2 separate regions of the Arachis hypogaea genome follow, and region 1 is linked to region 2. Evidence: chromatin contacts called from public Hi-C data. All regions are on one chromosome and are shown on one strand. Each heading gives the region's core, a stretch centred on a gene start, on an enhancer-like site or on the middle of the called end of the contact. The rest is flanking DNA. Distances are from core to core; before and after follow the strand shown.

What was found. Hi-C and Micro-C count contacts between places; a contact is called where the count stands out from the background.
Region 1: a Hi-C map of leaf shows a contact between it and region 2, with 4 times the contacts expected there. The contact joins the promoter of LOC112800666 here to the enhancer-like site in region 2. A contact is called at or near these places in 4 of 8 Hi-C or Micro-C datasets (leaf and an unstated tissue).

The regions. Positions count from the first base shown.
Region 1 is chr5:9,904,109-9,910,537 of arahy.Tifrunner.gnm2.J5K5, forward strand. It overlaps LOC112800666 (UDP-glycosyltransferase 72E1), which reads left to right and starts at 5,016. Exons shown (of 1, transcript XM_025843020.3): 1 at 5,016-6,429. The coding sequence starts at 5,179. LOC140173310 (a long non-coding RNA gene) reads left to right here and starts at 1,237. Exons shown (of 2, transcript XR_011861891.1): 1 at 1,237-1,395; 2 at 1,534-1,892.
Region 2 is chr5:9,839,954-9,847,323 of arahy.Tifrunner.gnm2.J5K5, forward strand. No RefSeq gene overlaps it. Among protein-coding and RNA genes, the nearest start is that of LOC112800664, 9.7 kb to the left of the region's middle. Within about 2 kb of position 5,023, at least 3 of the 3 cell types and tissues checked have open chromatin away from gene starts, as enhancers often do.

The DNA.
Region 1 (6,429 bases), core at 3,766-6,265, 64 kb after region 2:
TGTCTAGGCAAGTTAACTAATGAAGCCCACTATTACAATAGGCAACAACTACAATGCAACATGGCAGTGCACTGTGTGGCTGAGGCATGCGGTGGTTAGGTTAGTGTGTGTGAGTGGGTGTTTGGGCCTAAAATGGAGAATTGCATCTTGACAAACAATTGTTTATTTCCCCCCTTAATTTGGAAAAAGATCCATTTAGACGACCAGTTAACAAAGTTGTTTTTGGAGAGACATCCATTGAAATATGGGCCTAAAATAGAGAATTGTGTCAGTAGACCGTTATTATTTCTGGATAAGACAATTCTGCTTAATGTCCAAAAAGAGAAAAAGGGACAACTCTGCTTATGACTTGTCAAGACTCGAGCTTTTCTCGCAACTACCTTAACACTCAAACTGATATTACGTCCTACGCTCGGACACAAATAGAAAAAAAATTGCAAAGTTTTTAAAAAGAAGAAGAAGAAAAATATTTTATTAATAAAAAGATATTATTAAGAAAAGTATAAAGATGTTAATTAGAAAATTAGAAATTAGATATTACTTATGAAAAAGGTTCGCCAAAAAATAAAACTTATGTTAAAAAAAAAACAGGCTATTAACAATATTTAGGTAAGTATTAATATTTTAAAAAATAAGTATACAGTATATATAATGATTAATTTATACAGATATATAAATGGAACAAATATTAAAAACAGTATTAATATAGAGTACATATTAGAAACGTATAAAATAATATATATAAAAATATGGGTACCCTAAATATATATAAATATATAATAATTAATTTAATAAATAATTTTAAGTATAAAATAATATTTAATTTAATTATTTTACAAATTTTTATAGTTTTATCGAAATTTTAATTAAGTGTTTATATTTATTTTTTGTTAATTGAATTTTTATATCATTTAATTTTTTTAATTCATTTCTTACAATTACAAAAATGTTTAAAATAATAGAATTTTATGTTAAAAAAAAATATTCTAAAATTAAGGATACAAAACCTAATTAAAGGCATTTTAATATTTTTTAAATTAAAAAAATATAAATAAATAATTTTTAATAAACTAATTTTAAATCATTATATTTAATAATTAATAATTTTATATTTTTAAAAAAAATTAAATAATTATTAATTAATATAAAATATAATTTAAAAATATTTGTTGGCTAAATTTTTATTGATTACCTGGCGAGGTTAATTCCAAAAACATCCTTGTTTTTTCTTCGCTCTCAGAAAGTCCAAACCCTTTTCGTTTTTTGTTGAGGTCTGCTGGGGTTTCAACTGACCTAGGCCTCCGTCGATCACCTCGCCACTCACCTCGTTGAAGCGTATTCTCTGCTGTCAAAGGCACTGTGTTGTCGGAGGTACCTAGTCGTTGCTGCTCGAAGGTATGTACTGTGCTATCTTCTCCTCATTGTTGTTATAGTGATAGGATGAATATGTTACTAAAAATGACTCCAACAATGGGGGCTTTTTAGCTGTAAAAAGGCATTTATTTGGTTTTTTTTTCTTTCTTTTTGGTGTAGTGATGTGGATTCTGATTTTACCATAGACCTATATCAAGGTGGAAATTTTCATGATACAAGGCACGGTTTAGAATATTTGGGGGGTGGTTGGTGTTGGAAAACTTGTATTTTGAGCTTGATGAATGGAGTTTGTAAGAAATAGTTAGTGAATTAAAGAGGTTACGGTACAAAGGTTATGCTAAGATTTGATACTGTGAACTAGACTATCAACTGAGGATCTTAGAGAATTAATAATTGATAGAAAGGCCATGAGAATGGGTAAGTTATTAGTGTCATAAGCATTGTTGGATATATGTTGTTGATGGATGTAAAAAAAGTAATAATGTTGAGATAACTTGAAATGATGAGGATTATGTGCATGTTTGGGCGCCATTATTTTGTTAAAAAAAGATCTTTTTTCAATGAAAAAAGATCTTTTTTTATTTTTTAACGTATTTGGCAAATTTCTAGTAGTAAAAGTAAAAGCACTAGTAAAATAAAAAAAAAAGATCTTTTTTGAGAAGCTGTAATTTACATCTTTTTTTAAAAGATTTTTTTCCTTAAAAAAAAAGATGTTTTTCATGTAATAAATAAACAAAAAAGTACTTTTATATTATTATACCCAAACATAATTGATAGATAAAAAGACTTTTTTACATGAGATATCCAAACATAAAATTACTTTTACTTCTCTATAAGATCTTTTCTTAGAAACTCACCTAAACAAGCCATATGTACCTATTAAAACTAGTGGTCTGGTAGAAGTAGAAATTGAAAGTGAATCAGAATCATCTAGTGAGGAGGATAAATTTGATAATAGTAGATTTGCTGCTGCAAATGGAGACAATGGAGGTGGATCTACTGCTGCAAATGGAGATAATGCTGCTTTTAATGTGTTAAATATCAAACTTAGCTAAATTTGTGGCTAAATGGAGAATTGCATTTTGACAAAAACGGTTTTTTTTTCCTTAATATAGACATCCAATTAACAAAGATATTTCTGGAAAGACATCCATTGAAATTTGGGCCTAAAATGGAGAGTTGTCACTATATCGTTATTATTTTCGGATAACACATATCTGCTTATTACTAGTCAAGACTCGGAGCCTTTTTGCAACTATCTTAACAACACGGGCTATACTCAGACCCAAATAGGGAAAACCAAAATGGCAGAAACTCACCTGCAGTCGACTGCAGGTGAAGTTGTTTTTGGATGGCTGACACGTGTTACTATATGGTTTAAAAAAAATTGGTTTATTTTATATAAATGGTTTATTTAAAAAAATCGGTTTGAATTGAACCAAACAGTTACTTTTATTCTCTTCTTCTTCGTTTCGCACGTAAAATTCGTTCTCTTTCAATCCTTTTTTCAGAACTAATATGAAACTTTCAATTAGGTATGTTCCTTTTATTTATATTTCTTAATCAAATTTATTATTTCAAATGTATTTCTTAATTTATGTTTTTATTCATTCCTCTGTGAATGATAAAAATTATTTAATAAATACGTACATATTTATGTCATCACACCATTTTGATGTTCAGAATCATAAATGCCAAGATAATTCGTGGCAATTTCATGTGATGGAAGACAAAAATGTAATTATGGTACAAGGTAGACTAGTTTGATAGCATGAACATTGTTGAAATTTTGACATGATCTCTTTCATATTTGTTATATGTCTCTTTAGTTGGTGATGTTATAGTTTATTGTGATGATATGATGGTAGTTTAATTGTATGAGTTAGGTCCTTTTTATTTGGTTGAATTTTTTCTATGGCTATCCTATTCTTGATGGCAATGTCAAAATAAATATTTTTATTAGTTGTTCTTTTTTTTCTCTATTTTTGAATCAATTTTATTTTAAAAAATTTATTAAAAATTTTTGTTGTAGACAAAATTAATAATATTATGTTCAATTATTTAAGGAGACCAAATTAATATTTTGATTAGATACTTTTATTTTATTGAAAATAAATTCTAATTTCATTAAAAAATAAATTCTAGTTGATAAGTAAAAACACAAAAACGTGAATGATAGTGAAATCATAATTTCTAAACAAGTAAATTATAGTCTTATTATCTTAAAAAAAATAATTTATTTATAGAATAATATTGAAAAATCAACAATAATTTGCATGAAAATAGTTTATTAGTAAAATAAAAGTTAATTGATTGATTACCATAAAATTTAATTTAACGACAAATTTGCAATTGAACATATTTTTACAACTTAATTTAAAATCTGTTTACAGCTTAATTTAAAAGCAACTGAAAATATAAGTTATGGGAAACAAAACAAAACTCATCAAGAAAATAGAAACATAGACACAAAAAAAGGACAGATAATATCATTTATGCCATTTCTATAAAAAAAACCGTGAATTTTATTTTTTTTTTCAAAATACTAAATTTTACTTTTTCAAACAATTTGTATACATATATTTGACAAAAATTAAATAAAAAAAGTTCAGATAAATTTAAAGAAAAATTGGTCAATATGAATGAAGAAAAAGAACATATCAAATTCATCTGTTAGGAATTTAGGAATAACACGTAGAAAGAATTTAAATTATTTTAAAAGTAGTTATTTGGTCTATTTAAACCGATTTTTTTAAATAAACCATTTGTATAAAATAAATTGATTTTTTTTAAACCATACAGTAATGCGTGTCAACGATCTAAAAGCAACTTCACCTGCAGTCGAGTACAGGTGAGTTTCCACCAAACCAAAAACCGGAAAATAAAAACTTGCAAAGTGTTTTTTTATTTTTGAAAGAAGAAGAAAAAGATTTTATTAAGAAAGGTATAAAGACGTTAATTAGAAAATTAGCAATCGATAATACGTATGAAAATGGTTCACCAAAAAATGAAACTTATATTAAATAAAAATTAGGCTATTAACAAATAGAAAATTTGTATAGAGGAGCCTAAGTAATTATGGATCTTTTTGTTGCTAAACTTAAGATAAACACACCTCCTTATTATTTTTACGACAATTAAACAAATTTATGTGCTAAGAATATTTCATGTAAACGATATCATGTTTATTATTAATATTTGTCTCATTTTTATTTTTTAAATTTCAAAGTATTTACATTGTTAACAATATTTAGGTAAGTACTAATATTTTTAAAAGAGCAATGCTAGGAGGCCAGTAATTTTTGTGATTGTTAGCCATCAATTAGCCATCAATGATGATTTGATGGTGTGAGATTGGTATGAGATTTCATCCAATGGCTCACCTTCCTCTGTTGATTACATGTTGGCCAAAATTCAATAAAATTGCTGGCTCCTAGACTTTTTCTTTTTAAAAATATATATAAAATACAATACATTATACATATTAAAAATATGTAAAACAGTTTATATAAATATATAAATATACATATAGGAATATATAATAATTAATTTAATAAATAATTTTTAGTATAAAATAATATTTTTGTTTAGTCAAACCAATTAAAGAGCACATTGAAACCTTTGCGGCATGTCAATGGGTGAATGGTCCATGCACTGTAGTCAAGATGGCTACCACCTTATAATATGCATCTTCCTAAAATGACCTATATTGATTACATTTATAAAAGCTTTTTATTATCGTTATTATTATTTGACAGAATACCTCTCTCTCTCTCTCTCTCTCTCTGAAGCTGCAGAGCCGCCATGGCCACAGCAAACAACGACAAGAAGCCACACGCCGCCATTCTGACCAGCCCAGGGATGGGCCACCTCATCCCGGAGGTGGAGCTTGGCAAGAGCCTCCTCACACAACACGCCTTCGACGTAACCATCTTCCTCATCACCACCGATCTCGCAACGGCTCGCTCCCAAATCCACCAACAAACCTCACATCTAAAAACTGCCCCAAACGTTGTGGAATTGCCGCAACCAGATGTTTCATCCAAACTGGGACCAGACCCTTCCCTATTGGACAGAATCGTCGTAACCATGACTGAGTCCTTACCATCTCTCCGCTCTTTCATCCTCTCCATGAAGCACCCTCCCTCTCTTCTTGTCGTTGACCTGTTCGGTACAGAAGCTATTCCCATGGCACGTGACCTCGGCATGCAACCCTTCGTCTTCTTAACCACCAGCGCCTGGTTCTCCGCTCTCACCATACACCTTTCAGCTATGGACCCCAACCAGGTGGAGAATACTCATATCAAGAACCGCGAACCGCTTCCAATCCCTGGTTGCGAACCGATTCAATTCGAAGACACACTCGAAGCTCTCTTGGACCCCCTAGGGCCCATATATGAAGGATACTCCAAGGTTTCAAAGGTAATCAATGGCTCTGATGGGATCCTGATCAACACTTGGCAAGATCTGGAGCCCTCAGCAACGAAGGCGCTGGGGGACTCTGGAATCTTGCGAAGGTTCACCAATGGACCGGTTTATCCGGTTGGACCTCTAGTGAGGACGTTAGCGGACCGTGACACGGGTAGTGTACACGTGGACAACAAGGTTATGCGGTGGCTTGACCGGCAACCGACGGAATCGGTAATCTACGTGTCGTTCGGGAGCGGAGGGACCATGTCTGAGGCTCAGATTAGGGAGCTTGCGTGGGGATTGGAGCTCAGCATGCAGAGGTTTGTTTGGGTGGTGCGGCCACCCATTGAGGGCGATGCTTCCGGCTCATATTTCGACGTCGGAATTGGGGGGGACGGGTCGCCGGAGTACTTGCCGAAGGGGTTCGTGGAGAGGACGAAGGAATTGGGATTGGTGATTCCCATGTGGGCCCCGCAGGTGGAGATTCTGGGACATGCTGCGACGGGTGGTTTTGTGACGCACTGTGGTTGGAACTCTGTGCTTGAAGCAATCTTTGGTGGGGTGGCAATGGTGGCTTGGCCGCTCTACTCGGAGCAGAAGATGAACGCTGCCATGTTGTCGAAGGAGCTCGGGGTGGCGGTGAGG
Region 2 (7,370 bases), core at 3,773-6,272:
TAGAGATGATGACAAACACAACTTGAAGCAGAGACAATGAAAGATTTGAAAACAGAGAGCAGAAGCAACGGTAAATAGCGATGACAATGACAGTGACTATGATGAAGGATCTTAATTTGGAAGAAAGAAAGATGGAGGAGATCTGAAAGTGATGAATCGAAAGGGTATGAAATATGAGGAAGGACAAAGGGAGAAGGTAAGGAAGGAAAAGTGAAAAAATGAGGGCATTAGTGCGACTTGTGAAGGAGGGAGGTAGTGTGTAAGGTGGATGAAGAAGGAAGAAGGAAGAAGGAAGAAGGAGAAAAGTGATCGTGAAAGGAGATCAGAGAAAGGAAAAGGTGAGAGGGAATAAAAGGGATTAGGTTTAGTGTTACGATAAAGTCAAAATTAGAATTTAATTTAAAAAAAAATAGACAAAAGTGAAAAATTTTGTGTCTTAAAAGATGTGTTTCAGTGTCCCATAATAAAGAAGAGATACTAAAGACACGTATTTTATGTGCACTTGTGTGTCAGCGTGTACATAAAAAAATTGTGTCTTACTAAACAAATGGTGGACATGTGTTGTCGTGTCCATGTCTCTGGTGGACATGGACACTAAAGCTCCATTTGGTGACGTATATGATGAGACATAGACATTAAAAACACAGACATATAATATTTATGTCTATGAATTGTATTTGGAAAAAACAAATAAAACACACAAATATTCAAAAAGGATTGAATTGTCTTTAATTCAACCATAAGTTCTACCAACATCACCTGCATACCTATCACCCCAAACACTGTCATAATCATTGAGTTGTTATCTCTTCCAATATTATCTCAAATCATCGTTCAAAAATTAAATATGCAATTTTGGTTGAAAAAAAAACAAAGAACCAAAGCCCAAACTTTATCAAATATTAAAAGAAATTTAAATAAATAAACAATTAAATATAAAATTTTTTCTTAAAAAAAATAGAGAACTAGAACCCAGAAGAAGAGAGGAAGAAGATGATTGTAAGAAAAAGCAGAAGAAGTAGAGAACTAGAAGGAGAAAGCAGGAAAAAAGAAAATAACGAAGACAACCACTTGAAGGAAGAGAGGCGGATGTGGAACCAAAAGAGATAAATCAAGAGAAAGAGGGAGAGACATAGCAGATCTGGAAGGCGAAACTTGGATATGAAAGAAGTGGAAGAGAGATAGAACGAATTTGAAAGAAGGAGAGCGCAGTGATGCAGCCTCAACAGCGATGATTAGACAGAATGCGGAGGAATGTGCGTCTATGAATAGGCAGAGGAACGCGGCGGTCCATGACAAATCGGATGGCGACGTGAAAGGGAGAGGAAGAGATGACAGTTGAGTTTCCGTTGGTGAGGGTAGAGGAAGGTAGAGAGCGAAGGTTAGTGACTGGTGAAAAAGGAAGAGCTGGTGGCGAAATCTGAGTGAGGAAGAAGAAAAACAAAGGTTCAGGGAGATGGGAGGAGAAAATTTGGAAATTTAAAAATTAAATAAGGGTAAAGGATAAAAAAAATTAATATATCACAAGTTGTATATCAATATCTCAACTATTTAGAGGTACACAAATTTAATATTTCTTTATCCATAAAAATTTTGTCTTACCAAACTATATACAAGACATGTGTTACCGTATTCATGTCTCTCAAAGACATGGATATCAACCAAGCTCTACCTAAACAAACACTACATTGAAGAACACAAAGATCAAAAGGTAAATGAGAGTCTACATATTTTATTTATATATCAGTATATCACATAAAAAAAACTACGTATACAATTACACGTTTTTTGTATAAATAATTAAGATCAGACCATCATGCAAAAAATTATTTTATAATGGAGTTAATATAGGTGAATTGCTTTATTATTGGTTGTATGTGTGTTGTACGCGTATATGAGTGTTGCAGCTATTCACACCGTGCAAGGTACGACTATAGAAGCACATGCTTCACGCTCCTAGCGAGAAGACTGCTTTGTTGACACGAAGAAAGAAGCAAAGAACCAAAACAGAAAAAGCAAATAGAGAAATGGAGAATAAAAGCAGAGAACAAAAAAATAAAACAAGAGAGGAAGCAAAGAACATGGAAAGTGGGGGAGGAAGAAGAAGGGAAGAGAGAAGGAAGAAGCAAACAACGATGAGAATCACTGCCACCGATGTTGTTGCTGAGATAGTGGGAAAGTAAGAGAGTATGAAGGTTGAAAGAGAGCATGAAGGTGAGATAGAGAGGGAGAGAGATGGGTTGGTGATATGCCATCGCGGATGCAGCTCACCTTGTCGACCTGTAGTCACTGCTGCTACTAGAGAGGAGGTCACCGAATTTTGCCTCCACTCTTGCTGTGCTCCTCCATTTTGTCTGTTTTTGTTCACTATCTGCTTCTATTTGTTGTAGTTACCACATGTTGAGGTATTATTATTACTGCTGTCAGAGCTGCCAAAACTATCACAGGTGACAGAAAAAGGAGAATTCATCGAAAAATTTGATCTATAACTTTACATGGTCTTATGGTTAAGTGCTAATTCTTTGAAAAATGGTTTACTAGGAATTAAATTTTCAAACATAACTTTAATCTTTTCATAAATTTGGATCTTCTCGAGTATTGATGATTAAAATATAAAAAATATTTGTTTTAATTTTTCACAAGCTACGAATTCAATTTTTTCAATAAAAATATAACAATTCTTCTTGCTCTTTTCGAGATGTATTTAAAAAAAAAAAACTCTTCTCACTCTTTGCAAGATACATTTTAATAAAATAGTGAGATTAGACTTAGTTTTATTCTTAACAAACTAGACTTATAATGTATTTAATTGGTCTGAACATGACTTACCACCTATTATAAATTTTATTTTAAATACCAAACATATCTTGTTATTAAACTTGACCTGACTTGAAACCTAATAAAAAACCTGATATATGTAATATACTAAATCCAATTCTTATAATAATATCTATATTTTTAAAATATTTATAATATGAAAAAATATTTATAATAAAATATAACAATGTTAAAATTTTTAAAAATTATTTTAATTATAAAAATTATTTTTATATTTATTTATATTTTATTAAATAAGCCTGACAGATCTATCAAACTATTTTGTAAATCTGAACTTATTTTATTAATAAAATTAGACTTTTAAATTAGTCTAAATTTAAAATTATTTTATGACAGATCAAACCGAAAATAGACTAAATTGAAAACATTAGCAAATTTATTTGACCTATTTTCACTTTTAATTAGAAGCAAATTTTTTATTTTTAAAACAAAAATAAAAATGCTTCTCGCACAAGAGGTCCCAAATTAACCTCCACATCAAGGTATATTTCCATCAAGTCTCATTTTAAAGCATAATTCCAAAAAAACTTCATATAAAGATTTTTTTACCCCATCATACTAGGTTAATTAGACATTATTATAGGGCTGACAATATATATCTTATCTGTGGGTATCCAATCTGAATTAATTCGTTTGGATAGAATTGTCTACTCGATCTGCTACGGGTAGGGTAGGATGCGGTACGAATTTGCCTGTGGGTAGGATAGCGTACGGATTCAGGGTATACCGTACTCTACCATACCCGTACTCCTAATATATTATGAAATATATATTTAAAAGTTATGTATGTAATGAAGAAAGTGAGTGTTGAACCCACAATCTTCTTCTTATAGAAATTTAAAATAACTACTAAGTTAGTTGATGATCATATTATTTGTAATTTTATGTTAAATTTTTTTAAGATTTTATTGTTTTTAATTTTAATTTGAACTTAGTTTTTTATTTTTTATTTTATTAATATGTATGAAATTTGGAATGACTGAATTTTATATTTACTTAAAATTTTTTATTTTCTACGAATAGAGTCGAGTAGGGTAGGGTTTAGAATTTTAAGGTACGGATAGGGTTAGAGTTGAAAAATTTTCAACTTGCAGATAAAATATGATAAAATTTTAAAAATATTTTTAACCGCGAGTAGAGTAGTTAGGATAAAGTCCAAACTCTATACTACCCTACCAATTGCCAACTCTATTAATGCAGATATAGTTTTTTTTGAAACAAAAAGTTCAACACAGTAAGATGGAGCATTTAAAAAGTCCAAAGTTACAATACAAACACTGAAAAAGAAACCGTAGTTATCTCCGACATTGCCATCAATAACTAGACGGAACAAAGTCAACACACTCTTTGTATCTCCTAATCGACTTAGTAATAACTTCCGCAACACCTGTTTCTTGATTCTTGAAAATTCTGGCATTCCTTTCCAACTACGTATTTAAAATGATAGCAAAAAAGCCAATCAGCCACCTATTACGTTCGTCTTTTCTTACAGGAGCTCCTGTCCAACTCTTAAAGTGTTGTTTAATGGTTTCTGGAATAGACCACAGTTTATTATAGACGTAACCAAGCACACCACACCTGATACGTGAACTCACCGCTAATGAATAAATGAAAATCATTCTCAGTTTCTTTTTTACATAAAACACAAATCATATCCCTGTGATCAATAATGCCTAATCTAATTAATCTTTTCTTAGTATATATTGACTCTACCAACTAACACAAACTAAGTGAATAACTCAACTTTTGATAGTACTAATTCTCTCCATATAAATCTAGTAAAACTATAATTCGTAATGTCTTTTAGAAGAGTCTCAACCTATAAAACTTGCACAAATAAACTAATAAAATAAACTCTTCATCTATCAAATTTTTATACTATTTTATTTTTTCTCTCACTTGTTAATAAGACAAATTGTCATATAGTCGCATATCCATGTGCCAACTATATTAGAACCGGAACCTAAAATAATACAATAATATCTGTTCACAATCAAGATCATGAAGTTAATGGTTGTCATACAATTATACATTCAAAACAACGATTAAGTTGAAAGATAAACCTTTTAAGATAATGGTTATCGTATATACTGAAAACAACCAATCATAATAATATGCTTATTACTATCATCATTTCTTTTCCCCTTAATAATATCCCCTTTTGATGTGATATACTGATATGATGATGACCAATAAGTCTTCCTATTGCGATGGAACGACATAAGGAAAGTGATGGCTGGTAGGCTGGACCTATTGACTATTGGGTACGAAAATTATTGGTTACCTAAAGATATTAATTTTTTATTGACTAAAAATAAATATTTAAATTTTTTGTAAAAAATATTATTCATACATTAAATATTTTTAATATTTATTTTTAATTAATTATATATTTAAATTATTTTTTAATTAATAAAATAAAAAAAATTGTATATAATTATTAAAAAATATTAATATAAAAAAATATTTATTATAAAATATGTACGCATAGTAAATTTTTTTTGACTGAAAAAATAGTTATCAGTTGAATTGCTTTACCTATTAATTAGGAATTACAAAATGTTTCATTTTTCTTACATAGATGTAAGGTCTTTTCGAATTAAATTATTATTATTATTATTATTATTATTATTCAATATTTTATATTAATATATTATTTTTATATTATTAAAATTTAAAATTTTTATCGTGATAGTATTTAAAATATAATATTTTCATATTAGAGTCAATCAAATTATTGATAAAAAATTAAATTTTTATTAGTTATGTAATATTATTCTAATCATAAAAAATACATCCGTACCATTTTACGTAACATGGTTTGATGTTCATATTGAATTATAACATGAAAAAGTTTCAAAAGACAATACTTTTATTAAAATTTAGTTATTATTTAATAATAAAAAAATATATTTTTATATCATTAAATATAATTATATATTATTAAAAATATTAATAATAACTACAAATTATAAAAGATACTTACTCTAACATTACTAATAAAATTATTCTTAAATGTAGATGAAATAAATTGTGTGTAAATGAGTTTATTTATTGAATTAGACACTGAGTGAATCAAATTTGATCCAATAGAAAAACGACGATTTTAGTGTTTGGTTAAATTAAATTTTATTTAGTAATATTAGAGAATTAATACTATAATAACTAATTTTAGGTTTTAATTAGTATCATAACAAATTATCAAACAAATCCAGTATAAAATTTACTAACGATAAATTTTTGTTAAATTTAAGTTTTAAATATTTCATCTAATTGAATTTTCAATGTTTTTATTTTTAAAAAATTATTTTTTTTATATTAAACGTTAAATGTGTAATGTTAGCTGCGAATACTTTCTCAATTTTAATTGTGAAATCTAAAATATAAGTAAACTACATGTCATTGTTCTGGATAAATAGTGGCGTAATGGAGCAATGATTAAATGAGAATTCCATGTTACGATACTACATTAAACACGCTATAACGATAGGATTGTTAAACTTAAAATCGTCAAATTTTGACACTAATACACACTACAAAAAAAAGAATTATTTTAACGCTTTTTTAATAATCATAGTTATATGTAAAAATTAATATCTATATTTAACAAATATTATAAATATCAAATTCTTTTTTTTTAAAATAATTTAATCGTAAAAAATTATTCTTCATTTTTTACGGTCCTTTGTTTTCAGCTTACTTCATTATTTTTCTTCTTCCTTTGACGACCTGCTCATCTTCTTCTCTTGGTTCCGGCTCTTAGTTTGAAATCACATTACTCATTTTTTATATTCAAAATCTCAGTTTATTCTTCAATTTCAAGATCTCATCTCATTCTTCAACTTCAAAATCAATTTTGTCTTGTTAGGTATTTCTTTTTCCTTTCTCAAATTTTTATTCTTTCATAAATCTGATTTAATTTTTGTTTTGATGCTTCAGATTTTAAAATTTTTTCATTCAAGCTTCTTATTACTAATACGTATTAAGGTAAGTTCATATTCTCATATCTATTCCCTAATTTATATTTTTTAAATTTGGCTTTTTATTGAGCTGTTTTATAATTCGTACTTTTTTATTTTTTCGTCATATCTAATTGCTCTTGAATTTGCTCCTCATATCTGATTTGTGTAAATTGATCGATAATTTTGGTAAAGTTTTTGTTCTTTCTCATTTGATTTTTCTATTTTTTTAATTCATAATAAGAAAATGAGAGAAAGATAACTGTGATTTGGTGATGTAATGCTATTGTTTGTTTTATTTCAGAATTCTATTCATTTTATGTTTTATCTAATTTGACTTCTAATCCTTCATTTTTTTCTTTCTAATTTTTGCACACGTACCTAATTTTTGCACACCACGTGTTTGTTCTTTTTCGTAAACCACAGGTTCATATCAAATAAGAGTATCTAGCTTTACTTTGAGAGCTTGGATTTTTATGTGTGTGTCTTCTACTTTGAGAGTATGAATTTTTATAATATATTAGTTTGCATTAGTGATATTGCTTATTTGCTTAGTTGCATAATGTAGGTCAA